Linked DNA regions of Anas platyrhynchos: region 2 is linked to region 1. A link is a contact called in public Hi-C data. All regions are on one chromosome and are shown on one strand. The core of a region is the stretch at or near the end of the contact, and the rest is flanking DNA. Distances in the headings are between cores, read along the strand shown. Region 1 holds the start of NCOA1 (nuclear receptor coactivator 1). Region 2 holds the start of PTRHD1 (peptidyl-tRNA hydrolase domain containing 1).

The links. Hi-C and Micro-C count contacts between places; a contact is called where the count stands out from the background.
Region 2: a Hi-C map of subcutaneous adipose tissue shows a contact between it and region 1, with 4 times the contacts expected there. The contact joins the promoter of PTRHD1 here to the promoter of NCOA1 in region 1. A contact is called at or near these places in 7 of 8 Hi-C or Micro-C datasets (F1 follicle, F5 follicle, liver and 3 more).

Annotation. Positions count from the first base shown.
Region 1 is chr3:119,147,906-119,151,084 of IASCAAS_PekinDuck_T2T, forward strand. It overlaps NCOA1 (nuclear receptor coactivator 1), which reads left to right and starts at 1,626. Exons shown (of 22, transcript XM_038177351.2): 1 at 1,626-1,937. LOC140002278 (a long non-coding RNA gene) reads right to left here and starts at 1,425. Exons shown (of 3, transcript XR_011808646.1): 1 at 487-1,425; 2 at 1-300.
Region 2 is chr3:119,294,063-119,297,241 of IASCAAS_PekinDuck_T2T, forward strand. It overlaps PTRHD1 (peptidyl-tRNA hydrolase domain containing 1), which reads right to left and starts at 1,690. Exons shown (of 2, transcript XM_027455463.3): 1 at 1,487-1,690; 2 at 248-607. The coding sequence starts at 1,690. The coding sequence ends at 437. CENPO (centromere protein O) reads left to right here and starts at 1,719. Exons shown (of 7, transcript XM_027455461.3): 1 at 1,719-1,851; 2 at 2,817-3,015. The coding sequence starts at 2,943.

The DNA.
Region 1 (3,179 bases), core at 376-2,875:
TGCTGCTGTCAGGGAGGCAGCAGGAGCAGGAGGAATCTGGTAGCACTTCCACTGAGATGTGTTGCAACAAGGGGTCATGCAGCAGCATGCAGCGGCAGCGAGCGTTGCCTCAGCCCCTGCGAAGTATGCAATTAAAGAGGAATCAGGAATATTCCCTCGTCACCTCGCAGGCAGCGTGGGCTCTGCCGCAGGGAATTCGGCCTGGGTGCACCATCACGGGTCGCTACTTCGCTTTGTGTTTTTCTTCAGCGTTTTCCCACTCGTTTCAGTGCTTTCATGGACACGTACAGGCCTGAAATCCTTTAAAAAAAATAAAAAATAAATCATGAATCACTTGCCTAGCTTAAGGTGGACAAAATACATAGCATTTTAGATACAAATAGACCTGCAGATAGCCATTCTGGTATGAATTAGCCCAGAAAAAGTCCTCTTGATGCCCAAATGAGGGAAAACAACGAACACAATCAATGTCCCCTGGCCCTTTACCTTCCAAAGAGTTAATTCAGGCTCAGCCTGCCCATCCTGTTCAGGAGATAATGAGGCAGTTATGAAATGCACGCCTGCACGGGGGTTTTCCCCTTGGGAAGCAGAAAAGCTCCGAGGTAACCGCGTGGGTCCCCCCGAAAAGAAGCCGAAATCCGGATCAGACGTCGATGGGGGTGACTACGCCGGGTGGATTTGCGATCTCGTGTGTTTGACTGGGCCTTTCAAGGCCAATTTGTTTGGTTGTAACAAACGCACTCTTCAAGGCCCCGGGGAATAAAGAGCCCCCACGGAGGAAAACGAGCCACCTGAAGCTCTGGTTTATTTTAACCATTCAGCCCATTGAGTTGTTTTGCCTCGTGACACGGAAGGTGTTTGGGGATTTCGCAGCTCCACAGAGACGATGAATAATGTAACACCGCGCAGCCAGGATGCGAGGGAACAGTTGATGGAGCAATTGCGGCTGTTCCACTTGCAGCACTTTGAGGTGGAAACAGCAGAAAAAAAATGCTTCAGATGAGACTGAGCGCGGGGAGGTCTGCGCGGGGCTGCCTGTCAGCCCGGACCCCTCACTAAACTTTTTATTTCAGTGCCAAGCGAAAATAGAGGTATTTCGGCGCCTCAGAGGAGAGCAAGGCTAACTCAAGACGTAGGGCGGCCATCAGCTCGTCCTTGAAGCAGGGGATGAAGATGGGGAAAGCGAAGCTGGCGGGCGACTCGTGGCACCATGCTGGCGAGCAGGAGGGAGGTGAAAGCCTCCATGGGGCTCTGTGGGGAGTTAACGGAGGATGAGGCTGGGCTGGGAGGGCGTGTGGAGGATGAAGTGGTTGAGCTTTGTGCTACTAAAGACATAAAGATGGTTTGTGGTGGCGGGGCAGACGGAGGTAGCGAAACACCTGAGGCACACACAGAGCGGGGCTCAGCCCCTCAGCGCCATGCCCGCTGCTAAGATGGCGCCCGGCTCCCCCCTCACCCCCTTCCCTCAGCCCAGGGGCGCCTCGGCGCCATGGGGCTGGGGGGGGCGCCAAGATGGCGGCTGAGGGAGGAGGAGGAGGAGGAGGAGGAGGAGAAAGGAGGAGAAGGAGGCGGCTTCCAGCGACGCCACCCCCCTCGTCCTCCATGCCCAGCTCCGCCCCGTCCCGCCGGGAGGGCTGAGCGAGCGGCGGAGCCCCGCAGCCTCCACCGCGCCGCCGAGGCAAGGGGCCCCGGGTGGCCGGGAGCCCCGCGCTAAGCGGGGGGAAGCGGGGCCCCCAGCAACAAGCCAGCCTCCGTTCCCTTCCCTCCATAATTCCTCCTCGTCGTCCTCCTCTCAGCCGAAGAGCCGCAGCCTCCCCTTCCCCGGGGCCGCCCCCGCCGTCTCGGCCGGGGGAGTCGCTGTCGCCTTGAGCGACCGGCGGGGGTGGCGGTGGTGGGGGAAGAGAGAGGCCGGAGGCTGCTGTCAGCCGGGCGGGCAGGTGAGTGGGGGCGGCAAGAGGGAAGGAGGAGGGAGAAGGAGAAGGAGGGAGAAGAAGAAGAAGGGAGGGAGGGAGGCCGGGGCACGCCGCTGCCCCGCCGCGCAGGCGGGGGTGTGTCCGGCTGGAGGCCGGGATTTGGGGTTGAGGGGGGGGGGGGACACAAATTTACACACACACACACTCCAGGGACTGCCCCTTCGGGAGCCTCCCCCCAGGCAGCTGTCATGGCTGGGGGGGGGAGAAGAAGAGGGGGAGGATGGTGGAGGCACGGCCTCCCCCCTGCACACCCCCCCCTACAGGGCTGCTATGGCGGCTGTGGGGGCCGATATACCACAAGGGGGGGGGGGTTGTGAGGCAGCGAGCCTCCCCCCCCCTTTCCCCTTCATCCACCTCCCCCCCTTTCCTTTCTTTTTTGGAAGATTTAATGCTAAAAGTTGAGGAAAATAAAGTGGAGGAGCAGTTTTCGAGCCCTCCTAATTTCCACGTCCCGGGGAAAGATGGCTGAAGGGAAAAGGAGGGCGCCGGCCTCTTTTTTTTTGGGGGGGGGGGGGGGACACGGGGATGGGGGTGAACCTCGGACCCCCCCCTTTGGGGAGGCCTCGGCGGCGCTGCTGGCGGTGACAGCTCTTTGTTCGCCCGCCGCATCCTCCTCAATTCCCCCCCCCCAGCCCCAAATTTCCCAAATTTCCTCCTTTACCCCCCAAAATTGAGGCTGTCCCCCCCCAGAGGCTGGTCTCCCCCCCCCCCCTCCCTCCAGAGGGTTTTTTGGGTGAGGGAGTTGGGCGCCGCCAGGGTTTTTTTGGGGGGGGTTGGGGGAGGCTGGAGGTGGTTCGGAGGTATCAGGGGGGGTTTTGGGGTGATTTCGGGCTGAAACAGGTCTGCTGTGGCGTGCTGGGTTTTGGGGGGAATGGCCGACACCCCCCCCTTAAAGGCAGGCAGTGACTTTGGGTGCCCATCACCCTCTGCCGTGCCCCTCAAACCTCCCCCCCTCGATCGCCTCCCGCAGCAGGTTCCCAAAATCTCTGCTGGGTTTGGGGTCTGGGGGGGGGGTAGGGGGGGGATATTTGACATTCGGCCGTCGGAAATCGGTGGCGGAAAAGCCGTTTCCTTCCGAGGGAGGCTGGCGGAGGCGCCGAGAGCCTCCAGTTTCCTAGGTGCGCTTTGACCTTTCGGCGGCCGAGAAGTGGGTCACGGCCGCGCTGGCTCGCAGATGCTCTCCTGGATTCACCCCCCCCCCAAAAT
Region 2 (3,179 bases), core at 440-2,939, 150 kb after region 1:
CCACAGAACTGAACAGCAGGGACAGCAGCACCGTACCTGCTGTGTAAGGGGCAGAACAGGAGGGATGAGGCAAAATTCAAGCTGAAAATCAGAAAAAAAACATGATCTAATCATGAAAAACGTCACTCCTAACACACACCAGAGACATTTCCAGGTGTGGCAGACACTAAAATGCTGCCTGCGCTGGCAGAGTGAAGATCTACAAGCACACAGACTGCAAACAGACCCATATAACAGAGTCACAATCTGCACAGACAAATATTTAATCCTCTCCACTAACGAGTTTTACACTTTTTAACCGTTATCCCACAAGGCTGATGAGCGCTAGCAGCGCTCCGGAGACGCAGCAGCTTTATTCCTAGAGCCTGTCGGGGGGCAATCTAAGCTCTGATTCAGGAGGAGAGCTGCCCACGGCCACCCGCAGCCGGAGCAGGGATCACTTCAGCAATTTGAACTTCTTCAGGTGCTGGTGCACTTGGTCCTTGGGGTAGGGTCTGAGCGCCAGGCAGGTGGGAACGTTCTCGGGCTGCTCAGTCCACACTTGGTGGTCGATGCTGTGCTGCTTCAGGGTCTCTGCCAGCACCGTCAGGGCGGCCTCGTCCGGAGCCTGGGGAAGAGAAAAAAAATGCAGTGAAATTTGGGGTGGAAAACGCCTGTAAGAACCACAGAGAAATATTGAATTGTTAAGGTTGGAAATCATCCAAATCATCTGCTCCAACCACCCCCTACCACCAATGTCACCACCAAACCCTGTCCCCAAGCACCACATCCAACGCTCTCCTTGAACACCCCCAGGGACGGGGACTCCACCACCTCCCTGGGCAACCCGTCCCAGTGCCTGGCTGCTCTTTCTGACAGAAATGTCTCCTCATTTCCCACCTGAACCTCCCCTGGCACAACTCGAGGCCATTCCCTCTGCTCCCATCGCTGTTTATCTGTGAGCAGAGGCCGCCCCCAGCTCCCTGCCCCTTCCTTTCAGGTGGTTTTAGGGAGCAACGAGGCCCCCCCTCAGCCTCCTCTGCTCCAGATTAAACACCCTGAGCCCCCTCAGCCTCTCCTCACGGGATTTGTGCCCCACACCCACATTTTTTCCTTTATGTTACCACAGTGACCACCACCAACAGCAAGTTTGGAACCCACACAACCACTACACCCCCAAAACACCCTTTTTTTCCCCAAAAAACTCCTCATCGGGCTACCACAAACCCCTCTCCCCCCCCACGCCCACCGACCCAGCACTGCTGAGGGGAGCCTGGGGGGGTCCCAAAACCGAGCCTGGGGGTCGGGGGGTCCCGGGGGGTCCCCGAGGACCGAGCTTGGGGTCGGGGGATCCCTGAGGGTCCCCGAGGACCGAGTTTTGGGGTCGGGGGGGCCCCCAGGGAGCGCTGCTGAGGGGTGCGGGGGTCCCCCAGGCACCGCCTCAAAATGGCGGCCGCGGCTCCCCCTCAGCGCGGCGGGCGCCCCTTTCCCGACATGCCCCGCGCACCTCCAGCACCACCGTCCTCATGGCGCCGCCCAGCTCCAGGTAGGCGGCCGTGTCCGGGTGGCCGCCGTGAGCGTGGGCGGCCGCCAGGACGGCGTGGCAGGCCTGGGCCACCACCGCGCCCAGCGGCCACGAGCGGGCCAGGTCGCCCCGCAGCACCACGTACTGCACCAGCGCCGCCGCCCCCGCCGCTCCGGGCGCCGCCATGTTGTTGTACGGCAGCGCGCAGGCTCATAGAAGGAAAGGGGGAACATGGCGGCGCGTGCTGGGGGGTAGAGAGCAGAGGGCGCCGCCATTTTGTTGTACGGCAAAAAGAGGAAGGGGAGTGACGTAGTTCCGGTGGGGTCTGAGCGCGGAGTTTGAGCGGGGTGAGAGGGAAAGGGGGGGGGAGGGGGCAGGGGGGGTCCCTTTAACCCCCTAAAACCCCCCCAAAATCCCCTAAAATCCCCCAAAACGCCTCGAGGGGGTGTCACTGGGTTGCCCCTGACTCCTATTTCGCCATCTCTGGGGGTCCCCGGGCCGCCCCGTGTCCCCCTGAGCCCCCCAAATGTCTTGGGGGTACCCCCAGGCCGCCCCCTGCCCCCCCCAAATCGCCTCAGGGGGCGGCCCCGAGTCCCCCTGAGCCCCCCCCCCCAAACCCTTTGGGCTCCCCTTTGTCCCCCTGACGCCCCCAATCCCCTTAATGGGGGTCCCTGGATTGTCCCATGTCCCTCAGACCCCCCCCAAAACCTTTCAGGGGGTGTCCCCTGGCCACCCTGTGTCCCCCTGCCCCCCCCAAATCCCCTCAATGGGGGTCCCTGTGCTGCCCTGTGTCCTCCTGACCACCCCCCAAATCCCTTGGGGGTGTTCCCGGGTTGCCCCATGTCCCCCTGACCCCCACATCCCCATCAGTTGGAGTCCCCAGGACACCCTTTGTCCCACTGACCCCCCCCAAACCTCTTGGGGGGCATCCCCTGGCCACCCTGTGTCCCTCTGACACTCCCAAACCCCTTGATGGGGGTCCCTGGGTCACCTCGTGTCCCCCTGACCCCTCCCAGCCCTCTTTTGGGGGGTGTCCCTGGGATACCCTATACGCCCTTGACCCCCACACCCCCATTACTGGGGCTCTCCAGGCTGCCCTGTGTCTCCCTGACCCCCACATCCCCCCCCATTCCCCTCCCAACCCTTGGGTGTGTACCCCCCCGCCAAATTTGGTGGCCCCAGACCACCCAGCCCCTCTTCATCCCATTAACTCCTGTCACCCCCCTGGGCTTGGGGTGTCGAATCTTGTCCCTGCCTGCGCTCACGGGAGGGTTCCTTATGGGGTTGGGTGGCTTCTAACCGTCCCTTTCAGCCCCCAGGACATCCTCGTGCCCCAATTTCGGAGCCCGACCAGCTCCAGGACTTCTCGGAGCCCCCTTCCAGCAGCGCGAGGAAGAAGAGGCCCCGTGAGGAAGCCGCCTCCCGGGAAGAAGGAGGGATGACGTCTGCGTTCCCACTCTTACCCAAGGCTTGGAGGGAGATGGAGAAAGGGAAATCAAACTCAGAGGACGGTGAGCTGCTGCTGCGGGGGGTGATGTATGCTGTCCTCAAAGTGTGCCCTCGCCCAGGAACACACCATAAAGTGCTTGAGACGAGGACTTTATGCCCTGGCTCGCCCCGCCACGCTGTGTTTCAGGGCAAATTTAGGGTATGGGGACATCAGACAAAGCCCCTC